Linked DNA regions of Mus musculus: regions 1, 2, 3, 4, 5 and 6 are each linked to region 7. The links are chromatin contacts, called in public ChIA-PET, Hi-C, HiChIP or PLAC-seq and promoter capture Hi-C maps. All regions are on one chromosome and are shown on one strand. Each heading gives the region's core, a stretch centred on a gene start, on an enhancer-like site or on the middle of the called end of the contact. The rest is flanking DNA. Distances are from core to core; before and after follow the strand shown. Region 1 holds the start of Iqcn (IQ motif containing N). Region 2 holds the start of Lsm4 (LSM4 homolog, U6 small nuclear RNA and mRNA degradation associated). Region 3 holds the start of Slc35e1 (solute carrier family 35, member E1). Region 4 holds the start of 1700030K09Rik (RIKEN cDNA 1700030K09 gene). Region 5 holds the start of Ifi30 (interferon gamma inducible protein 30). Region 6 holds the start of Pde4c (phosphodiesterase 4C, cAMP specific). Region 7 holds the start of Colgalt1 (collagen beta(1-O)galactosyltransferase 1).

Evidence for each region. Promoter capture Hi-C pulls out the DNA fragments that hold promoters and counts their contacts. A called contact is a pair of places that touch in the nucleus more often than the background predicts. ChIA-PET counts read pairs in DNA pulled down with a chosen protein or histone mark. HiChIP or PLAC-seq counts read pairs in DNA pulled down with a chosen protein or histone mark.
Region 1: an RNA polymerase II ChIA-PET map of memory CD8 T cells shows a contact between it and region 7, with 206 read pairs. The contact joins the promoter of Iqcn here to the promoter of Colgalt1 in region 7. A contact is called at or near these places in 3 of 39 promoter capture datasets (cranial neural crest, hippocampal neurons and pre-B cells) and 2 of 115 datasets of contacts at active chromatin or transcription factors (memory CD8 T cells and pancreatic cancer cells).
Region 2: an RNA polymerase II ChIA-PET map of memory CD8 T cells shows a contact between it and region 7, with 59 read pairs. The contact joins the promoter of Lsm4 here to the promoter of Colgalt1 in region 7. A contact is called at or near these places in 6 of 39 promoter capture datasets (the C10 cell line, cranial neural crest, embryonic stem cells and 3 more) and 3 of 115 datasets of contacts at active chromatin or transcription factors (embryonic stem cells, memory CD8 T cells and pancreatic cancer cells).
Region 3: a contact with region 7 is called in a Hi-C map of muscle stem cells, with 4 times the contacts expected there. The contact joins the promoter of Slc35e1 here to the promoter of Colgalt1 in region 7. A contact is called at or near these places in 1 of 39 promoter capture datasets (neutrophils), 1 of 484 Hi-C or Micro-C datasets (muscle stem cells), 1 of 115 datasets of contacts at active chromatin or transcription factors (microglia) and 1 of 9 other capture datasets (adipose tissue).
Region 4: a promoter capture Hi-C map of pre-B cells shows a contact between it and region 7, with 2.6 times the contacts expected there. The contact joins the promoter of 1700030K09Rik here to the promoter of Colgalt1 in region 7. A contact is called at or near these places in 5 of 39 promoter capture datasets (the C10 cell line, cranial neural crest, frontonasal cranial neural crest and 2 more) and 2 of 115 datasets of contacts at active chromatin or transcription factors (memory CD8 T cells and pancreatic cancer cells).
Region 5: a contact with region 7 is called in a FOXA1 HiChIP or PLAC-seq map of pancreatic cancer cells. The contact joins the promoter of Ifi30 here to the promoter of Colgalt1 in region 7. A contact is called at or near these places in 8 of 39 promoter capture datasets (the C10 cell line, cranial neural crest, embryonic stem cells and 4 more), 1 of 484 Hi-C or Micro-C datasets (B cells), 6 of 115 datasets of contacts at active chromatin or transcription factors (embryonic stem cells, extraembryonic endoderm stem cells, forebrain and 2 more) and 1 of 9 other capture datasets (embryonic stem cells).
Region 6: a promoter capture Hi-C map of pre-B cells shows a contact between it and region 7, with 2.4 times the contacts expected there. The contact joins the promoter of Pde4c here to the promoter of Colgalt1 in region 7. A contact is called at or near these places in 2 of 39 promoter capture datasets (hippocampal neurons and pre-B cells), 2 of 115 datasets of contacts at active chromatin or transcription factors (memory CD8 T cells and pancreatic cancer cells) and 1 of 9 other capture datasets (liver).

Annotation. Positions count from the first base shown.
Region 1 is chr8:70,700,711-70,703,559 of GRCm38.p6, forward strand. Iqcn (IQ motif containing N) reads left to right here and starts at 1,315. Exons shown (of 4, transcript NM_001370847.1): 1 at 1,315-2,849.
Region 2 is chr8:70,671,690-70,675,025 of GRCm38.p6, forward strand. Lsm4 (LSM4 homolog, U6 small nuclear RNA and mRNA degradation associated) reads left to right here and starts at 1,542. Exons shown (of 5, transcript NM_015816.4): 1 at 1,542-1,768. The coding sequence starts at 1,766.
Region 3 is chr8:72,491,214-72,494,303 of GRCm38.p6, forward strand. Slc35e1 (solute carrier family 35, member E1) reads right to left here and starts at 1,401. Exons shown (of 6, transcript NM_177766.3): 1 at 953-1,401; 2 at 629-699. The coding sequence starts at 1,373.
Region 4 is chr8:72,442,410-72,445,430 of GRCm38.p6, forward strand. It overlaps 1700030K09Rik (RIKEN cDNA 1700030K09 gene), which reads left to right and starts at 1,471. Exons shown (of 8, transcript NM_028170.2): 1 at 1,471-1,580; 2 at 2,341-3,021. The coding sequence starts at 2,342. It overlaps Calr3 (calreticulin 3), which reads right to left and starts at 1,369. Exons shown (of 9, transcript NM_028500.3): 1 at 1,184-1,369; 2 at 986-1,087. The coding sequence starts at 1,274.
Region 5 is chr8:70,765,365-70,768,221 of GRCm38.p6, forward strand. Ifi30 (interferon gamma inducible protein 30) reads right to left here and starts at 1,299. Exons shown (of 8, transcript NM_023065.3): 1 at 1,145-1,299. The coding sequence starts at 1,267. It overlaps 6330537M06Rik (a long non-coding RNA gene), which reads left to right. Exons shown (of 2, transcript XR_003947402.1): 2 at 561-2,211. Pik3r2 (phosphoinositide-3-kinase regulatory subunit 2) reads right to left here. Exons shown (of 16, transcript NM_008841.3): 16 at 2,812-2,857.
Region 6 is chr8:70,722,702-70,725,994 of GRCm38.p6, forward strand. Pde4c (phosphodiesterase 4C, cAMP specific) reads left to right here and starts at 1,363. Exons shown (of 17, transcript NM_001310465.1): 1 at 1,363-1,516; 2 at 1,814-1,866. The coding sequence starts at 1,825. Gm34255 (a long non-coding RNA gene) reads right to left here and starts at 1,827. Exons shown (of 3, transcript XR_379077.3): 1 at 1,691-1,827; 2 at 570-933.
Region 7 is chr8:71,609,733-71,612,642 of GRCm38.p6, forward strand. Colgalt1 (collagen beta(1-O)galactosyltransferase 1) reads left to right here and starts at 1,292. Exons shown (of 12, transcript NM_146211.3): 1 at 1,292-1,712; 2 at 2,352-2,462. The coding sequence starts at 1,468.

The sequences.
Region 1 (2,849 bases), core at 65-2,564, 910 kb before region 7:
CTCCCCTTCTTCCCCCCCCCCCTGGGGGGGGGGAACGCGGCGTGGGCGCGGGCCGTGCCTGCACATCTGCTGCGCAGCGAGCGCCACCTAGGTGCACGCTGTCGGCCCAGGTCCAGGTGGCACCAGGACGCAATCCTGGACTAGCCTATCAATTTAGCTGGTATATCCTTTAGGAAGAAGAGTGACTACATGGGAAGGGGCAGAAGGAAGTGCTTACAAGCTTGGGGCCTCCGGGATTCATCCATACAGAAAAGAGCTGGGCTTGCAGCCTGTGCTCACTAGATTTTATTCGCCTTTGTTGGTTTCAAAGGGTACCTCAGACCCAGAGCCTTCTCTGCAAGTCTATGTGGGAGCCTAGAATCATGTAGGTGCATTTAAATATCTCCCTGACACGCCCCCTTCTCGCAGCACCTGCTCTATTTTGAGGAAACAATATTCAGCGAAGTAAAGCAATTGTCTTGAGTCACATAGCATCTTTATTTTTGAGACAAGGATACTTCATGTAGTCTTGACTGTTCTGGAACTTTCTATGCAGACCAGCCAGAGCTCCCCCTGCCTCTGCTTCCTGAGTGCTGGGGTTAAAGGTATGTGCCATCACACCTGCCTGTTTCATCTCCGTTTTCAGTGCCCTGGGCTTAGAGCAGATTAATCAAGGTCGTCCAGCTCAGCCCAGTGGGAACATCTGACCCTAGGTCTCGTCTCCCCTCCCCTCCCCCATGTTATATATACAGTTTCCTGTCAGCCCTGGCCACTGCTGTTGAGACCCTGGGTCTTGAGGCTCTCAGGGTGTCACTGTGGGTGATAGGTCACATGGTAAGTCCCAGTGGGTGGCAGGTGTCCCTAGACAGCTGCTGAGTGCCTGCCTGCCCGCCCTGAATGGAACTCTTGTGGGTCCAGCTTGGTTCTGGCATCATCCTAACATTTGGGAGGCCGAGGCGGGAGACTCCTCAATCCTAGACCAGCCCAGGCTACACACCCTGTCTAGTAAGACTAAAGCTAGTAATGAAAAGGCTTGAACATAGGTTCCCTGGATGCTGGGATGACAATCTAGTTCATACAGTGTGAGGATGGAGCCCAGGGCTGAGTTTCCTGGGCAGGCACTCTCCTGAGCTTCGGGCACATAAGAGTTCCAGCTTGGGTACCATGGTGGAGTTTTGCAGCAGCTATGAAAGCTATACTCTTCCTTTGTGGGCCTCTATCTTATGTGCTCTGAAAAGGGGGTGTCCTGATCTTGGTTCCCCTCTTCCCTGTCCCTCTCAGGGCCAAGATGATTATTATTATTGTTGTTTTGTGGGTTTTTTTTTTTTTTTGAGACAGGGTTTTTCTCCTGTAGCCTTGGCTATCCTGGAACTCACTTTATAGACCAAGCTGACCTCAAACTCAGAAATCCTCCTGCCTCTGCCTCCCAAGTGCTGGGATCAAAGGTGTGTGCCACCACTGCCCAGCTGGGCCAAGATTATTGTACCCCTATTACACAGCAGTGGCCCAGAAACCTGTTCTACAGGCTGTGAACAGCATAGTAGAAATTTGAACTCTGACCTCTCCTTTGGCCCTTGAAATGTTGGGATACCATGTACACCAGTGTCTGCAGTGTTCTGCTTTTGTAGTGTTAGATGGAATCTGGATCTTTATAAAGATTTGTGTTGTTTGAGATGATGTCTTACTGTATAGCCCAGACTGGCCTCGAACTCAGTTTTTCCCACCTCTGGGACTAAAGGCATGTGCCACCACAGCGGCCCAATGAGGTTTTGTTGATGTTGGGAGTGTTTCCAGTCAGCTGATCAGAGCCAGGCTGGGCCCTGCAAGCCTGTGACTTAAGCACTTGCAATGTAGAGGCAGAAGGGCCATGAGTTTCAGTCCAGCCTGGGGTATATAAGGAGCCTATCTCAAAACACCAAGGACTCTTGACAGAGCACATCATGTGCCCAGGGGGCCTGGGCTCAGAGTTCTGTTCCCCAGCATTGAAAGGCTGGCTCTGCAATTCAAGTACATTTCTTTCCCTGAGTCTCATCTAGCACATGGGCTAAGACCACCATATCTAGGTGCCCAAAGAAACAAAAGGCTCACTAGAAGTGCTCACAACAGCTAAAGGACAGAGGAGAGAGGCAGGGAAAAGCCACAGGGTTGTATGTCTGCTCTTTGCATAGAGGCCTTGTTCTAGTAGCCCCTTGGCCAGGCGAAGTGGTTCTGGCTTGAGCCTGCTGTGCATAGGCCAAGGTGTGTGTCAGCCTTGGCTGGAGCATCTATGACTCACACTGGGTATGAGCCCAGCCTGGGGAGGTGGCCCAGAACATTGGCTTCACTCCATCTGCCCCCTCCTAGGGCTGTGGCTCACACTGCATGACCTTTTATTTTTTTCTACACAGGGTCTCCATATGCAGCCCAGGCTGGCCTGGAACTCACCAAAATCCATAAACTCTCGGTGCTTGACTGTTGCAGGCCATATGAAGCTTTGCACGTGTCTTTTCATGCCCTCCAGGAGATGTCTCCAGGACATCTTGGAGGCTCAGCAGCTATGTCAGGTGGTGACAGAACTCCCTCCAAACACAAGGCAAGAGGGGGGAAGGCTAGCTCTATGCTCAGAGCCCTAATTTTCCTTCCCTGTTGGACCATCAGGACAGCTCAGATCCTCTTGTCCTGTCAGGGGCCCCAGTTCCAAGCTCTAGAACCCTTTCCCCTAAATGCTGCTGGGGATTGGTCGGAACTCACCTGGAGTCATAAAGACATTTGGGTGCCCCGGTTCCCAAGGCTGGCTGTCAGGGCTGGTGGCTTCAGCTCTGGGGATAGGTGAGTGGGCTGGTGGGGGTACCACACTCTGTCACCCAGCTCTTGCCAAGAATGTCTGCATT
Region 2 (3,336 bases), core at 292-2,791, 940 kb before region 7:
CAGCACTTACTGCTTTACTTTATTGTTAGCGGTGGGGGTGGGGGCGGGAGCTCAGGGCTTCTATCCCTCCCGCTGAGCTGCAGTCTTAGTGCGGGAGTCTCACTCCATCACTTAGAAGAGCCCTGGGGAGTGTGCCAAGGGAGTCTCCCGGGTCAGAGGATCCCAACAAGTGAACTCATCGCTAACATTCTGTACCAGGGCCTTTCAGCAGCTTGGTCAAACAGCTGTCCTGCTTGGGACAGCTCAGGGTGGAGCTCTGATTCCATAACCAGTAGCCAAAGAAAATAAAAATAAATAGAAGGGCTAGGAGATGGCTCCATGGGTAAAAATGCTTCCTGATGAGAAGGCTAGGCTGACTTCATGACAAGCTTCAAACTGGCAGTTAAGGAGAGGTGGCCTAAATCTGTTTCCAAGAACTGGCCAATTCCAGACAAGTCCAGGCCTCAGAAGCTGCCCCACCACCTGGCCTGAGGCAAGGACAATGGGTAAGCAACAGTTTCCAGACCTCCCCAGTAAGTTTCCAGCCCCCGCAGCCCTGCCATGGAACGTCCATAGAGATGGACCTCACAGATTAACATAGAGGTCACCTGCCCCGGAATTTCCTAATGTGCTTTAAATCAAACCTCCAAGTTAACATGGGTGTCTATTTTGGTAATTCGAGACTCCAGCATGCTCAACTTCTGCATAATAAGACACTCTTTGAGTTTTCATACTATTTGAGTCCGGAATATCATTCTTTGGCACCCCTACTGGGCAAGCATGAGAACCTGAATTTGTAGCTCAAGAAGACACATTAAACCATGGTGGTGCACACCTGCAATCCCAGCACTCACTAGGATCTCTGGAAGGTCGATACCAGCCTGGTCTACATTGTGTGTTCAAGGCCAGCTAGGGATGTACAGAGAAACACTATGTTCCTCCCAAAATGATAATGATTTTTTTTAAAGCAAGGATTAAAGCTTGATGGCCCACAGTGGCCATCCAGCAGTGGAGAAGCCGAGTCGGGGTCTAATGCAAGTTCATGATCGGCTAGCTTCAGCTGCCACAGAAGCCCATCTCAAAACAGGAAAATCCCAGAGATTTGTTTTCACTTCCTGTCGCCAGGGAACGCCAGACCTGCCGTTCGTGTTCAAAGATTCTATTTGAGTTGGTAAAGACAAAGAGATCCATAAGGGCAAGAATGGAAGGCTAGAGCTGGGCAGTGGTGGCGCACGCCTTTAATCCCAGCACTTGGTGGGCAGAGGCAGGCGGATTTCTGAGTTCGAGGCCAGCCTGGTCTAGAGTGAGTTCCAGGAACAGCCAGAGCTACACAGAGAAGCAATGTCTCGAAAACAAAACAAAACAAAACAAAGAATGAAAGGCTAGGAGCGCAAAATAGGCACCGCGCGACTCGCATGCATTAGCCAGCTTCGCCCACAGTGTGGCGCCGAATTAGGCGCCGAACCAGATCCAGGAGAGCACCTCTGCGCAGGCGCCCTTTCCCAACATACACCCCGTAGTGGGCGTAACTTGTGCTGCGGCCTTTTGCGTCGTTCTAGTGTCGCACTTTACGGCTACCTCTCAATCCCACCGTAGAAATACGGTGAGGCCGTCCGTCTTGTTCCGTAGGTACCGCCCTAGCCCGTCCCGATTGGATAGATGTCCGTTGAGCTGCTCGCTGATTGGTCATAGTTTCTGCCAGTCTTTTTCAGTCTGGGGCGCGCGGTGGGCCGCCGGTGGGAGCGCGTGTGTCTGTGCCGCGGCGGAAGTTATCGCTGCAGGGAAGATGGTGAGGGCCGCGAGGCGGAGGGGCGCGCGCAGGGTCTTCGGGCTGCTGAGAGATGGGGGAAACTGAGGCCGGAGTGACCGGTGTCCCTCCAGGGCCCCAGACGGTCACCGTTGGGGATTTATCTCTTGATGGACACGGTTTTTGCGACCGGAAGAGGGACTATGATCGTTTCCGGGGCTTGTCACCGTCATTGATAGGAAAGCTGCGTTTCCGGGAAATGGGCGGGCTTAATGGCTCACGTGGGCTTCGTTGCCCTCTTGATGCTTATCTGGTGTCTGACCTCAGCTGCCCACGCCTTTGGCTGGAAATCCAGCTCAGAGAGCGGGTTGATTCTCTCCCTGGGACACACAGCATGTCTTGCTCAGGAAGAAAGGATTTTTTTTTTCTCCTAGTTTAGGCTCAGGCCTCCTCAGTTTGGGGACTCTTAGACCTGGCATAAACAAGTAAAGGAGGCCAGGTTTCCCCCTGCTCTGTCGAGGGGCGCGTTGGCCTAAGTGAGGAGAGCCACATATTCCCATCTCCCCAGTTCTTGATGGTAGGATATTTGGTTTGTTTTTTGGTTAGGCTTTCTGATCTGAACTGACATAATCCAGGCTAACCTCAAACTCCTGATCCTCTTGCTTCAGTCACTGGAGTATGGAAAGGACACGTGTATACTCCACATTTGAGTCAGGATGTGAGGCAGGGTCTCATATAGCCCAGGCTGCCTTTGAACTCCATTTGTATACATGCATCACTGTGAACTCCTGACCCTGCCTTTACTCCAGAATGACCCTGGGTTTTGTGGTGCAGGAACTCTAGGCCTAACACATGCTAGGTAAGCACTCCCCACTGGGTGTACCCTGAGCCTTCCTGAAGGGATGGCCAGGTGCGTCCAGGACTGGACACCCACCTCATGCAGGTGCGCACAGACACTCCCATATCTCTGCGGTCAGGCTGGTACAGGAGTGTCCCAGCTGAACATTCCTGAACTCAGAGCCCTAGACTTGGTTCTTTAGCTATCTCATCTACACACTGGATCCCAGAGAGTCTGGATGATGGCTGAGAAGGAATTTCCCTTCCTGGAACTGGCTCCTCTAATGGGAGGTGCTGGGACTGGATTCCAGAACGGGTGGCTATAACACCTGCAGCTGCTCTGTGTAAAGCTATGTCTCCTCCACTCAAAAGCCTGTGACTATCCCAGCTCCAGCCTCCCTGTCTGCCCTGGCCCATTTCACTCTGAGCTTTTTCTTCCTTCATTTTGGGGAGACATTCCTAATTACTTCTTTCATTCCTCTCTCCCACTGCACACACAGTAGGGGAGTGGGGGGTTGTGGTGGCCTGTCCCTACACCACACTTTTCTTACCTGTGGCACTGGACAGGATGCACCTGTGCTGGGTGTCCCCACCCCTGCGTGTTCAGCAAGTGTTTACTGCTCCTCCCTGCTGCAGCAGAGCCCACGCCCACACTGACCTTGTGTCTAGCCAGGGAGACTGATGCTAATCACCCATAATTAGAGAGCGGCTTCAGCTGCTGAGCTGGAAACAGGCTGGCAGCCTAGGGTGGCCATTAGGGTCCTGACCACAGG
Region 3 (3,090 bases), core at 151-2,650, 880 kb after region 7:
AGGCTTTGTAAAGTTTTAGTTTCTACAAACTGGCTAGATTCTGCCACGGTCAAACTCCTTTGGCCTACTCACATCAGATCCAGACAACCCCTACCAACCATTCTGTCTAGTGACAGAAAAACTAGGACATGATAGTTTGTAAGTTCGTCAGGACCAGGCCTGACAACTTGAATCTGATCCCAGGTATCCACAAGGTGAAAACTGTCCTCTGACTTCCATACACGTGGCAATGCACAACACACACACATAAATAAACATTAGAAAATAAAATAAGAGAAGGAAAACTTGTCCCAACTTAATTTGTTGGTGACTTGCTAAAATGGAACCAAAGACATCACCTACCACCAATCCCAGAGTCGGAATCATAACAGAAAAGAACAGTGGACGCCAGAGGGATGTGGCGCTCAGGGACAACAAGCAAGAGATTATGTGGTGATATCGCCCCATTCACACACACATCTGCTGTCTGAAAGGTGAGTGCGGGATGCTAGGTGCTAGCCACAGGACAAGGCTGACACCTTGACTTCCTTATTTGACAGGAAGCAGGAGGATGCCACGGTCCAACCACGTCATCAACCTGGTCAGCTACTGGGAATCCCGCCTAGCCCAGGGCTTCTGCCAGAGTTACCTTGGTGCTCTGTTTCTCCTTCATGATGATCCGGGACAGGAGGACCACCCAGATGGGCATGGTGGCCTTGACTGCAAGAGAGGAAAAGGCACTCAGTGGGCAGTCCTGGCAACCTGCACACCCGACCCTGAACCTTCCTTCTGTAAGGCTTCCTCTCGATCCCAATAGCTGGAGTCAATTCTGCTAGGCGCTCGGTAAACTCCTCAGACCTTTTCCAACGTGAGAATCCGACGCACCTTGGCGGCGTCTCAGTCAGACGGCCCGCGCACTCGTACCCACACTTCGAAGCCCCAGACAGCGCGCAAAGCCCGCCTCAGCACTTACCGGTGTGCGCGTAGGAGACCGGCACCTTCCAGATGCTGACGTGCGCCGACACCGACGCGAAGTACTTGCCAAAGGCAAGCGGCAGTACGTAACGCGGATAGAAGCGCGGCGGCAGCAGCGGGCCGGACGCCGGATGCGGGCCGGGTCCGGGGCCCGACACGGGTGGCGCGGGCGGCACGCGCCAGGCGCGCAGCAGCGGCGGCAGCCCCGCGCACAGCGCTAGGATGTGGCACAGCGACACGGTGACCGGGAACGGGAAGGCGCTCAAAATCACCTTGTTGACCACGTTACCGCCCGCGCTCAGCGCGTACCATAGTAGACACAGCACCGCCACCCGCGCACCCTCGCGCGCCCCGCCGCCGCCACCCGCGCCCGGGACCCCTGCGCCCGCGCCGGGACCCGCGGTTGCCGCCGCCGCCATCCTGCCCGAGCGGCCGCCCCTTCCCGCCGGACGACCGCCGGACGCGGGCAGGGGGCGGGACAGCCCTGGAGGGCGCGCCGGCAGACGCCGCTCACCATTGGCCCCTGGCCCTTGCGTCATCGCCGCTCGCCATTGGCCACCGCCCCATACGTCATCGTCGCGCGTCCGCCGACGCGCCCGTACACGTCGTCGGCGAGGGCCCTACCCTCACTTAAACGCTTTCCGGGAGGGGGCGGGGCTAAGCCCGGAAGGCGGGCCGTAGGGCCCGCGGGTGGGTTAAGCGCGTTACGTTCTCTCCGGTGACTGGCAGGACTCCGTGGGAGGTGCCGGGCGACGCGGGCCCGCCCACTTGAGGCTGTGGAAGCCGCGTGCCTGGGGCGTAGACAGGGCTTAGATCTTTTAGAAGAAAAGAAACCGATTGCGGTAAATCCTCTGGACTACGCCGGGTCCTCGGAAGCTGTGCGGTAGGTGTCAATTTCCCCTCACAGACCAACCGAGAGAAATCCAGGGTTAAGTGTCTCCTGCGACAGTGTCTTAAGAGCTCAGCTGACCGGTACGATGCTGGGCAAAACCACGAAGGCAGGACTAGACTTACAAAACTCGATTCCCAAGATCGTGTGCTTTTAAGTGAGGGAGAATAGTTGTTCGCGCTCCTTAAAATGTGTTCATTTATGGAGGCGGGCACGAGCGTGTGTATACACATATTGAGGTCAGACGAGTTGAGTCTTTTGTCTCTTTTCTACCATGTGCATCCAGGAAAAGAAACTAACTCTGGCAGCAAGCGTTTATTTGCTGAGCCATCTCGCCAACCTCAATATTCTCCTTTACAGCGTCTCCTTGAATGCCAGGGTGTCTTTCTACCTCACCTATGTTTTGGTTTGCTTTTCTCTGTGTAACAGATTCCTGGCTGTCATGGACTCGATTTGTAGATTAGGCTAGCTTCGAACTCAGAGATTTGCCTGCCTCCGCCTCCTGAGCACCATGCGTAGCTACTCACCCGTTCTTCAAGGTAGACTGTGTTGTACCCTGGGGTTTGCTGGATACTCATCACACATGTGGCAGTCCTTGTGGATCTGAGTAGAAAATGGCCTGGTCCCTCCCAAAGCAGGAGTTTAAGAATATGGTGATAGGACGCTGGGCTTTGTACCCTAAGGCCTTTGTCACAAACTAAATACAAGAGGAATTAGGATCTTTGGACAGAGCAGTGTCAGATGGCCCCACTGATGTGTTTTGGTTGCTTTTATTTCATATTGGATTTGGCCCTGGCAACTCTGGAAGCTTTTTCATTTCACAACAGGTACATGTACTCAGGGCAACCCAGCTGTGGTTTCACCTCCTCAAATGGCCCTGTAATGGGGAGTGGGGCCATTCTGCAACAAACCTCAGAAATTCCTACTGGCTCTGAAACGGGTTCTGGGTTGGCTTTGGTACCAACCAGACCAGGAGGTATGTTCTAAGACTTAAACCATGAAGCTGCTGTTTTATGAATAACTGTTATCTTTGAAATTAAGAAGATATGGATGAGTGAAAAAAAAATACTAGACACCTAATCTTGGCTTAATTGTGTATGTGGGAGAGAGGGGGTAGATCATTACTATATAACGAAGGTGACATCTTAGTGGACACCTGTCAGGTATGGAGGCAGCCTTGGGTCTGCCTGCAGCTGCTAGCCCAGGGCTAGGGCCAGAAAATAGTTATGTACATCTGGGCCATGCAA
Region 4 (3,021 bases), core at 221-2,720, 830 kb after region 7:
AGGCAGAGGAAGGGGCAGGTGGATTTAAGAGTTTCTAGACATTCAGAGATACATAGAGACCCTGGCTCAAAACAAACAAAACTAAAAACCTAAAGAAAATACAATTTAATTATTTATTTATTCGTTCATTTTGTGGGGTTGGGGCATGTGCCAAGGTTAGAGAACAACTTGTGGGCATAGGTTCTCTCCTTCCACCCTGTAGGTTCTGGGGATCAAACTCAGGTTACCAAGCTTGGCCACAGGCCAATCTAGCTGGCCCCACTTTTCATTTTGATTTCCCCTCTTTTTGTTTTGTGCCAAGACCTGGCTGTATCTTAGGGTGGGCCAGAGCTCACTCTATAGCTAGGCTGGTCTTGAACTTGTGATTTTCCTGCCTCATGAAGACCCTGGAGTGCTAGGATTCTAGGTTGTGCTACAGCATGGTTCCAATTTTCATGAAGTGAGATGATCTTGGGCAACTACTGAAAAATGCCAACACAGTCATTCCTGTTGACTCCAGTTGTCATTCCAGCACTTTCTGAGCACCTCCACTGTCATTCCAATCCACACTCAAGGTGCATACTGCCTCCAACATACATAGATGTGGAAAAAGTAACCAGCACTTGGGAGGCTGAGAGTTAGAGCCATCTAGGGCTACATGAGACTGCTCAAAGACTAAACCAAAACACACTTCGGTCAATTTTTTTTTTTTTTTCTTTTTCCAAGACAGGGTTTCTGTGTAGCCCTGGCTGTCCTGTAACTCACTCTGTAGACCAGGCTGGCTTCGAACTCAGAAATCCACCTGCTTCTGCCTCCTGAGTGCTGGGATTAAAGGCGTACGCCACCACCGCCCGGCTACTCTGGTCAATCGTAAAGGAATGTAAACCCAAACAGGGTATTGCAGAGCCTGCATGTGCCTCAGTGTCCTGGCTTGAACGGTGGGTGCGTTGTCAGGGTGCCATGAGGTTTCTAACTCTACTCTATTTGCTCCCGATTCTACACTAACCTTTGTCTTTCTCTTTATGCCCATAGAACTTCCCCGATGAGACTCTGAAGTGCCCAAACTGGGAGTCATTGGTGGACTGCACCCAGCGGTTCCTCCAGCGCTCTGTGGGGAGACAGGAGGGTTAGTGGTGCAAAGCGCACGGGTCCATATCATAGATGGTGGACACAGGCCACCAGCCACCACGGCAATCGCCTTCACCTCCGTCTAGAAACTCCTCCTGGAAGTACACAGTGGCTAGTGCCACGCGCAGCACACAGATGGCCCAGAGCAATGCACGAGCCGAGACCATAGCTGCACGTGCGACTTCAACTCTCTGCTCTCAGGCGTCCGTACCGCTTGACGGGCGCAACTCAGAAACTACAACTCCCGGCATGCCTTGGGATTATGACCTGGGGACGCTAATGGGTGCGCTGAAATTACTGGTCCCGTGACGCCCGGGATTGTGACCTGAGTTGCTCATTGGTGGGTGGAGCGCGGTGGCCGACGGGAAATGTAGTCTCTAGTTGCTCTGGCGCTGTCTCCTGAGGCAACCGCACACTGGGGCCTATACTTTGAGGCTGAAGCCTAGCGGGAAGAAGCCAACGCAGCTACTCAGGTGACCTCACAGTGATCAAGTGGGTTGGCAAGGGGCTTCAGGAAAACGGGCGGCATACCCACACCAGAGGTTCCTCATCTGGAGAGCGATGGGGCATGATCCCTTAGGGCTTGCAAACAATAGCGAGGAAACTGAGTATAGGCAGTGTTATTAGCATGGAGAAGAACTCCAGGTGCTGTGTGATATGGGTCCTCTCAGTTGTGTATCCTGGTTACAGGTTCCAGAGCAGGTACAGATATAGGTACGAATCTGGACGCCTGTCCTCAAATCTCTCTGAGATTCTTTGGTTTTTTTTTTTTTTTTTTTTTTTTAGATTTATTTATTTATTATATGTAAGTACACTGTAGCTGTCTTTCAGACACTCCAGAAGAGGGCATCAGATTTCGTTATGGATGGTTGTGAGCCACCATGTGGTTGCTGGGATTTGAACTCGGGACCTTCAGAAGAGCAGTCGGCGCTCTTAACCACTGAGCCATCTCACCAGCCCCGATTCTTTGGTTTTGAGCTCACTCAACCTTACCAGTTCTTATGCCTGTCCCACACGCCCTACAGCTTATTAAAAGAAATACTTTTATCTGGGTGGTGGTGGCATACACCTTTGATCACAGCACTTGGGAGGCAGGCCTGATCTAAGGAGCTCCCAGGAAAACCAGAGCTATACAGGGAAACCTTATCTTGAAAAAAATAAAAACAAAACAAAAAGTATACTTATACAGTGAAGTACTTTTAAAGGCTGAAAACACAATCTTTATTTTCCTAGAATGGCTTCCACAAGAAGACCCTTTGGCCCTCCACGTAGTGGTTTTGACTTAAGGGATATGTTCTTAGATAGCTCGAGGATGGAAGAGATCAGAAACTTACAAGCCCGAAGTCTTGGCCAAGTGACACCTGGGCAGAGCAGAATCTTAAAGAGAAACCAAACGATGGACGAGAAATATTTGATGCCCAAAGAGGAGGCCATGGCAGGGAGGGGGGTGAGTCTGGGCTTGAGGCCTCCCACCATCTCCTCCAAGACCAGAGCCAGTGAGGCCCTTAGGAAACTGGCCCAGATTGAAACCAAGATCCTGAATCGGAAGCAGGTGCCCATGGCTTGGTCTGATGTGGAGTCTGACTCCACATCCATCGAGCAGAGTCTTCCTAAGAGGACAGGTGCAGCTTCTGTTTCTTCCCAGTACCCACACAGAACTTTCCAGAAACAAGTGAACAAAACATGTGTGTCAAAGAGCGATGGGCCGAGTGGTAACGGTAGCAGGTTTCTGAAGAAGAAGGAGCTGCCCACTGAAGCGAGGTCCCCAGGGCTGGCAGTGGGGACAGGGAAGCAAGCTCTGCTGCCCACAAAGAAAGAATCTGCCAGTGACGAGGAGGAGGAAATGCTACTGCTTAGAAGCTTGATGGAATCTTCTAGAGAAAAAGAAGCAAATAGAAACCAGGAGCTCCCTGG
Region 5 (2,857 bases), core at 49-2,548, 840 kb before region 7:
ACTCAGAAATCTGCCTGCCTCTGCCTCCCAATTGCTGGGACTAAAGGCGTGCGCCACCACCGCCAGGCTTTTTTTTCCCCCTCTGAGGTTTTCGAGACTCTAGATCCTGTTCCGCAATCACAGTTTATCTACAAAACGGAACCTGACAGGCTCTCAAACAGTAGGTGCTCAGCGAATGCACAATCTTTAACTATATTCAGGAAGTGCTAAGACAACACTAGCACCCGGGAGGCAGAGGAAGAGTTCCAGGCCAGCCTGCTGTACATAGTGAGTTCCAGGACAGTCAGCCCTACACTGAGACTCTGTCCCCTCCATTAACAAAACAGAAAACCAAACCAAATCAAAATAAAGTAAAATAAAGTAAAAGAAAAAAAAAAGATATGCATATTTCTAGTTGCTGCTCTCTCGCTCAGCTTTGTCTGTTCAGAGATGCACACTCTGAAGCCAAATACATGCTCTCTCGCTTGATCTCTCTCCGTCCCTCCTCCCTCCCCACCTCTGTAATTTTGCGCATCACAGCGATGCCTTTCACCCACGAAGACTCTATTCTTCCTCTCCAGGGACCCAGGGAAACTTCACCCAGTCTGATGCCCGACTAGACACAGAAGGTGCCTGATGCGTGCAGAGACTTCCGGTCCCCGGGGAGGGCGGGCCGAGTCTGAGCAAGGATCTAGGCGTGCGGGGCATGTGTTTGCTCCAGGTCAGAAGCACGCTAGCCCCCTCTCTTCTTCGGCTGGAACGCACACCGTAAGCGACAAGAATTGTGTGAGGGTGGAGACCAGACAGTGATTCAACAGGTCTGGAGCAGAACACCCCCCCTCACACACATACACACACCCCGTGCGCGTGCCCATCCCTCAGCTCTTCACTCAGACATATCCGGTAGGTGGTTGATAAATGCTCAGGCAAGGCGGGCAGGGGATAGCTGCATTTTTCAGACCTGAGATGGGGAAGAGAAAGGACGTGGACACGGTACTCAGAGTTCAGGGACTGGATTAGGGGTGGCGGCCCTGGGCGTGACAGCTTTCCCTGAAGACATTGGAGTTCCCCAAAACGAGTTCACGGAATAAGTGCAGAGAAGTCCCTAAGCTGACAGACTGGCGGGCATCTGACCCTGGGCCCCTTCCTGCGTTGCGGTCCCTACCTTGCAGGTGGTTGTGCCTTCGGAGGATGCTTGCGAAAGGGACGCAGTGGCTGCTCTGGGAACCTCGAGTGGGAACAGCAGAAGCAGAAGGGACAAAAATGGTAGGATCGGAGACCAGGACATGGCTGCGGAGGAAAAAGCTGGCAGGACTGCTTGGTCAGGCCAGGAAGGCGGGAGACTTTAAGCAAGTGGAGGCCCCACCCACTAAGTCCACGCCCCATCCAGGCTCCTTCTAACCCTGGGACTCCTTTCCTGAAGGCTCCGCCCCAGCCAGGTGCTGGTCCCAAATCACGAGGCCACAAGACTCTGTCCAGCCTCCAGTCCTCCGCGGCTAGCATGTCTGGTCACGTGAAGTTTTTGGATCAGGCATGGGAAGGGGGACTCCAGACAGTGACGACCAGACCGAGGGACAGGAGGCTCATGTTCTTCCCCAGAGCCCAGCGGAGGTGGGGGAGTGACACATTCTCATCACTAATTCTTACTGCCATGACTCCAGGTCACAGCAAGCCAGCCCCGCCCGCCCGGCACATCCCCCCACCTCCGCTGATTCAGGCCACAGCAAAGAAGCTAGCTTAGGCAGGGCAACTTCCCATCTCTGGTTCTGGGCCCTGGCTTGGGTTGAGGACATAGCTGAGGTACTTGCTTCCAGCAACTGAGTGTGAGACTGGAGATGTGCCTGGACTCCAGACACTGTCCTTTTCCATCAGCTGCGGTTTCCCAGTCTGTGAAATGGGGTGCTAGTGACACATGACTGTGGATAGAGTCGCCAGGAAAGGATCATGCTGTGAGAGCCTCTGCACCAAGTCAGTTTGAGAATTGAACCCTGGGTCCCTGGAGCAGTGACAGGCCACAGAACAGCAGCACCAGCAGGAAAAGTTCCAGCTCCAAGCGTGAGAAAACCGGGTTTTCTGTGTAGGAGACAGCAAGCTAGAGGGGATGGCGATTTGGGATGGCTACATGCTGAGTTCTGTTCTAACCAAGTCTTGATTCCAACCCTCACCCCTCTGCAAGCTGGGCAGAGACCACCCCTGAGGCCACGAGTACGGATAACATTTGTTTTCTCTTTTGTTGATTTGTCTCCCCAGCTAATAAGCTTGTGATTGTGCCTCAGCTTCCCAGGCTCTGGGGTCACAAGGTGCTGTTTGTCTTAGGTCACTTGCAGGATGCAGCATGGACCAAGGCCAACTGAACCCATAGGGTAGTGGGTCAGGGACGGGTTCTGTCCGTTACTGTCCTAGCTGAGCCTAAACGCGCTGGAGGGGGAATGGGAGCACTTGGCAAAGTACTCATGGGCTTAAGTCTTGATGTGTTCCTACCCTAGTGCAGGACTTTTGCTAATGAGCACAGATCCTGGGGTCTGGTCAGCAAGTGTGCAGAGGGCCAGAGCTTGGTCTCCCCTCACAAATCAGGGAGACTAGGGACAGGCGACACCCGCCTGGGTGGCTGGGAGGTTGTTGCCTTTCTTCCTGATGAGGAAGTTAAGGACGACATGGGCGTCACAGCTTGTGTCTGTCCGAGCACCCTGGAGCTGGGGCAGCAGAAGAGGGGCTGTTCTTGGGTTTAGGGTCCCTGGCAGGCCAGGACATGGGTATGGGGCATGGCCACTGGCAGGACAAAGTCTGTCGTTCGCAACAGGGTTTAGGAATTCCAGTCCCCAAAGACACTCAGCCAACAGGTACAATGTTTCATATTCGTATCAATAAATGTACCGTA
Region 6 (3,293 bases), core at 113-2,612, 890 kb before region 7:
GAGTCACACTGTTAACCCCGAGTCTGCTTTCAGGGGGGATGACAATCAGAGCATGTCATTTCAGGGTCAGAGGACAGGGCTGCTGTCCTCACCCCCCCCCCCCCCAGCCAGGACCTGTGTGACCCAGTGTCCTGGCAGGACAGAGGCCACTATCCAAGGAACTGGAAGACCTAACCTAACGGGAGGCAGCCTGGGGAAAGCTACAAATCCACATGACTTAAGAAGCCCACCCAGGGCCGGGCGTGGTAGCGCACTTGGGAGGCAGAGGCAGGTGGATTTCTGAGTTTGAGGCCAGCCTGGTCTACAAAGTAAGTTCCAGGACAGCCAGGGCTATACAGAGAAACCCTGTCTCAAAAAACAAACAAACAAACAAACAAAAAACAAAAAAACAAAAAAACAAGTGAGTTCCAGGACAGCCAGGGCTATACAGAGAAACCCTGTCTCGAAAAACCAAAAAACAAAAAAAAGCCCACCCAGAGCAAGTACCCAGGGCAAGTACTCAGGGCACGAAAAGGCCCTACAGTAGGAGAGGCATGGGCCTATTTCCTGATGAAGACATCGAGGCCTACCTGGCCGTGAAGTGAAGAGGGGTCTTCTGACTGCTGGAAGGATCTGAGTTTTCCAGCAATCTTCAAAACCTTGGGGCAGGAGGTACCAAGTGGGCTGTGCAGAGGTCACGGGGAGGAAGGAGCTGGCTGCCTCAGCTCCTCTCTGCACACCCTGCTCTCCACCACTCCCTCAGTGGCTCAGGCTCCAGTCTGGTAACCCTTCAGACAGCCGACTTTAGGGTGAGACAGGACCCACTCTTCAGTACAGGTGAGGGTGTCTCCCTCGTTGCTATGATGTTTGACAGCAGATTGAAGTGACCTCCACCCACAGCAGGTCACGCTCTGATGACCACTGGAGTAGGTGGTGAGAGGTCTCCTGGCCTGTCTGTGGGGGAGGGGTGTAGGGTGAAACATTAACTTGCTTCACAGCCACAGACTGGAGTGGCCTCAAGATCTCCTAGGCCCAGGCCACATTCCATCTTCCAGTCCCAGCTCCCTGGCTTTCCCACTTCTGACTGCAGCTCTAACTTGTGGGTAAGGTTTGACCAGAGAGTGTCATCAGCTGCCTGGACCAGCACAGCATAGCAGAACAGCTTTCCTAAAGCCTTGGGGTGCCTTGATTGGTACCCCAAAATACTAACGTAATGCCTCAGTCTCAGGCTATTTCTGTCCTCTGTCAGGTGTAAACACATTAACAAGTAAACCTTTGCCTGGCCACTCACCCCTCTCCTCCCCTCCCCCTCAGCCCTGTTTTGGTCACACACTTGGGCACACACACACACCTCCCTGCCCTTGTGGTCACTCTGCCCTTACCCCCTCCTCCAGTCCCGAGGGTGCCTCCTGGCTCGGGTCTAGTCTGGTGCTCAGTTAAAGAACCCAGCTGGGAGTGGGATAGGACCGTCTGTCCTCTGCTCCTGGGAGGTCACAGAGCACACTCACAGCGCAGGTCCCCACAGGAGCAGCTGGAAGTGAGTACCACACCTGTGTCAGTGTGAGAAGGCCTACCTCTCATGAAACTCGGCTCTCAGAAACCCCACAAAGCGCAAGAGTCCCTCCGGGCGCTGAACGGTTCTCCTAGGTGACCTGGACCCAGGATTCTAGTCCCTAGGGCTGGCCAGGGTAGGGAGCTTGGGCGGGAGTACCTGCAGCAGCCTCGCCAGGCAGCTGTGACTTCGCTGCCTTGCTGATGTGGCTCTGGGCTCTGGGGGCGTGGGGTGGCCCAGCAACTGGCTGGGACCTGGTCTCACTGATCCCTGTCATCACAGAAGCCTGCACCATGAGGCGGAGTGGCACGGCCCTGTCCTTCCTGTGGACTGAGGTGAGTAGGCCGGGACTGGGCTCAGTGCAGGAGCTGGGGACTGAGGTCCCTGCTCTGAAAAGGGACAATGAGGCTCCCTGAGCCCAGGGCCTGAATGCAAGATAAAAGTCATTTTAAAGATTTGTTTGTTTGTTTATTTACTTATGAGTACACTGTCGCTATCTTCAGACACACCAGGAAAGGATATTGAATCCCAGTACAGATGGTTGTAGGCCACCATGTGGTTGCTGAGAATTGAACTCAGGACCTCTGGAAGAGCAGCCACTGCTCTTAACCACTGAGCCATCTCTTCAGCCCTAAAAATATTTTTTATTATTTTCTGTATGGGGGTTTCCGCCTGAATGGTTTGTCTGTGTACCGCAGAGGTCAGGGCCCACTCAGGCTAGGAAAGGCCAATCCATGCCCTGAAACTGGAGTTACAGAACCCTGGTCTCCAGCTGCCATTGCTGGAATCACTGAGCCATCTCTCCAGACCCCTCTACCTTCATTTGTTTTAGATTTATGGTTCCTCTGTGTCTCTCTGTCTCTCTCTGCCTCTGTGTGTGTGTGTGAGAGAGAGAGAGAGAGAGACAGAGAGACAGAGAGACAGAGACAGAGAGATTTTTTTTCGATTTTTTTTCCTTTCAATGTGACAGGGTCTTACGTAGCCCAGGCTAGCCTCGAACTTTGACTGCAACCAAATATGACGTTCTAATCCCTATGCCTCCAGCTCCACCTCCTAAGCTCTGGAACCCAAAGTGAAGGGAGGGCTGTTGCCTGTTCTGTGTGCTGCTGGGGATGGAGCCCAGGGCTCTGTGCTAGGCAAGGAGGGTGGGCAGCTGTGAGTGCTTGGACCAGTGTCTGAGCCAGGAGGAGGCAGGGAGCACAAGGCTTTCTGTGGAACTGGCAGCCCCAGCTAGGCTTACAGGCTGGGCAACCGCTGGGCAGGCAGCCTTTGAAGTTAGTTAATTACCTTTTTTTTTTGTTTGTTTTTTTTTGTTTTTTTCGAGACAGGGTTTCTCTGTGTAGCCCTGGCTGTCCTGGAACTCACTTTGTAGACCAGGCTGGCCTCAAACTAGAAATCTGCCTGCCTCTGCCTCCTGAGTGCTGGGATTAAAGGCGTGTGCCACCATGCCTGGCTTTCTTTTTTTTTTTTAAACATTTTTTAAAAAGATTTATTTGCTGGGCGGTGGTGGCGCACGCCTTTAATCCCAGCACTTGGGAGGCAGAGGCAGGTGGATTTCTAGTTTGAGGCCAGCCTGGTCTACAGAGTGAGTTCCAGGACAGCCAGGGCTACACAGCGAAACCCTGTTTGAAAAACAAAACACAAAAACAAAAATAAAGAAATAAAATAATGTTCCCAGAATAAAATACTGAAAGTGAGACCTGCACCCAGGCTTTCCCCTGGCACCGCTCCATGCTTTTCTCTGACCCCGCCCTCAGGCCCT
Region 7 (2,910 bases), core at 42-2,541:
TGGGGCCAGTCAGCGAGTGCAGCTCCCCAGTAAAACTACCCATCTTTAATATAATCGAATCTGGCATAAATTGGCTCATTTCACCAGTGGTGGAGAAATAACCTATCAGGAGATGTCTTGTGGACCCTAGGGTCCTCTAGAGGCTAGGGACCAGAGTAGGAAAATCTATGTGGATTTTACCAGTCTGCTGGCCTGGTGGTATATGCCTGTCCCAGAACACAGGAGAATGAAGCAGAAGTATAGCTGTGAATTTATAGAGTGAGCTTGCCGAGTAAGAACCTGTTTTAAAAACAAACCAGGAGAAATGGGCTAGTGGGATGGTTCTGTAGGTAAAGGTGCTCAGACCTGAGTGGTGTTCTATTTCCAACACCACACAGTGGTTGACAACTATCCGCAACTCCAGTTCTAGAGGAGTTGATGCCCTCTTTTAACCTCCTTGGAGAACAGGGACACACACACACACACACACACACACACGTTATACAGCCGTACATGTAGGCAAAACACTGAAACACAGAAAATGAAAACAACAGTAAGAGCAGGAAGGGGCGCACACAAGCCATTTTTTTTTTTAAGATTTATTTGTTATTATAACAATAGTACACTGTAGCTGTCTTCAGACACACCAGAAGAGGGAGTCAGATCTTGTTACGGATGGTTGTGAGCCACCATGTGGTTGCTGGGATTTGAACTCTGGACCTTCGGAAGAGCAGTCGGGTGCTCTTACCCGCTGAGCCATCTCACCAGCCCCACACAAGCCATTTTTAAGAAGGCCAGAGGGCAATACAATTTGGGGACTGAGGATTCTGGATCCTCAGACATGGTAGCAAGCGATTTTACCCACTGAGCCATTTCGCTGGCTTTTTTTTTTTTTAATGATTTTTCGAGACAGGCTTTCTCTGTGTAGCCCTGGCTGTCCTGGAACTCACTCTGTGGACCAGGCTGGCCATGACCTCAGAAATCCGCCTGCCTCTGCCTCCCAAGTGTTGGGATTAAAGGCGTGGGCCACCACTGCCCGGCTCGATGGCTTCTTAAATGGAGCAACGAACAAACAAAAATAACCATGTCGCAACCTTGGAAACTGAGATGACATGGTTCTAAATAGAAGAAGCTTCTGTAAAGAGCCACCGCGTGAGATTAGAGGGCTCCAAAACAGAACACTCTCAGGGCGTGGTCAAAGAACTGTCTGTGTCTTTAAAGCTCGAGCTAGGGGCGGGGCTTCCGGAACCTCCCCGCAAGTGACGTCTTGTGACCGGGTTATTGCGGTCGGCGGAAAGCAGTGGAAGCTTTTAAAGGCGTAGCCTTGTCATGCCTCTCTCCAGGACTCACAGTATGACCCGCGGGCCACTTCCCTTTAAGGAGCGTGTCAGGGGTGGGACCTGGATGTGTCCTTCCCGCCGCCGACTCCTTTAAGGCGCGGCCCTCGTCCCCCGGCAGAAAAGCTGCTTAAAGGCGACGCGTGGCGCGATGGCGGCGTTGCCACGCGGGTCACGCGGGCTGCCGCTGCTGCCACTGCTCCTACTGCTGCCGCCGCTGGGCGGCCCGCGCGGCGCGGACGGCTACTTTCCAGAGGAGCGCTGGAGCCCCGAGTCCCCGCTACAGGCGCCGCGCGTGCTCATCGCGCTGCTGGCGCGGAACGCGGCACCCGCGCTGCCCGCCACGCTGGGCGCCCTGGAGCAGCTGCGCCACCCACGGGAGCGCACGGCGCTGTGGTGAGCTGCGGGCCCTTGCGCGGTGCACCGGGACTAGGCGGGACTCAAGTCTCTACCGGAGGGAGGTTGCTATGCACTTGGGCTCGGCTGTGCGCTGCGGAGACTCGGTCCTCTTTCTGAGGACCTGAGTTATGTACCCCAGGGATTACGCACTTGAGGGGGCTCGGCTCTATATCCATAGTGCCCGGGCTCGTCCCCACTGCGGCTTGGGACCCCAAGCTGCTGCCTCCTCCCCTCAGGTACTTAGGAATCTGTTCTGATTTGCTGCCAGCCCTCACAGCGAGCTACCATCCTAGAACCTCTGACTCCTTAGAATGGGCCAGGCTGGTGCTTCCAGACCCTTATAGCGAACTCCGGGACTTCCAGATAAGATTCCTGAGGCTCGGGCCAGCATTCCACGCTAACAAAGTTAATGAACTTATCTTTGTGACAGGGTCTCACACCAATGTGCTTTCCAAACCAGCAGGTTCTGTTCAGTTGTGTACTAGTGAGCTGGGTGTCATCTTTACTCCCCTGTCACCGATGGATGGGCAACAGGCTTGGAGTGTAGCGAGTTTTATCCAGGGTGTTATAGCTGATGGGTCTGAGCCAGGTTGGGAAACCCCCAGTGCCATCATCTTGTCCTGTCTGTGCTCACAGGGTGGCCACAGATCACAACACTGACAACACTTCAGCCATACTTCGAGAGTGGCTGGTGGCAGTGAAGGGTTTATACCACTCTGTGGAGTGGCGACCGGCAGAGGAACCCAGGTGAGCCTCAAATCCCCGACTGGAGTACTGAAGCTTGGGAAGGTAGGATCTAGAATGCTCCAGTTCTATCGTCAGCTTCCCCACCAGGTCCCTATCCTCTCAGCAGACCTTTGTCCCGTTGTCCTTCACTCCATTGTGCAACTTTGGACACAGCTGCCACACCTTTGTGGCTGAATTCCTTTGTGTCTGGTGGCTACCTACTGCTGTGTCTAGGGTCTTGCCAGCATCCACTCTCCTGTTTAACTTCCTGATAAGCCTGTCTTACTGTATAGTTCAGACTGAGGCCAGTTGCCAGCCTGTCTTATTGTGTAGTTCAGACTGAGGCAGTTGCCAGCCTCCTGTCTCAGTCTCCTGAGTGCTAGAATCACCCAGCACTACTGCATCAGGCTCAGAACCTGTAGGACAGTGTGCAATAATGTGTGTGCATGCTCACGCTCCTGTTCTCAGA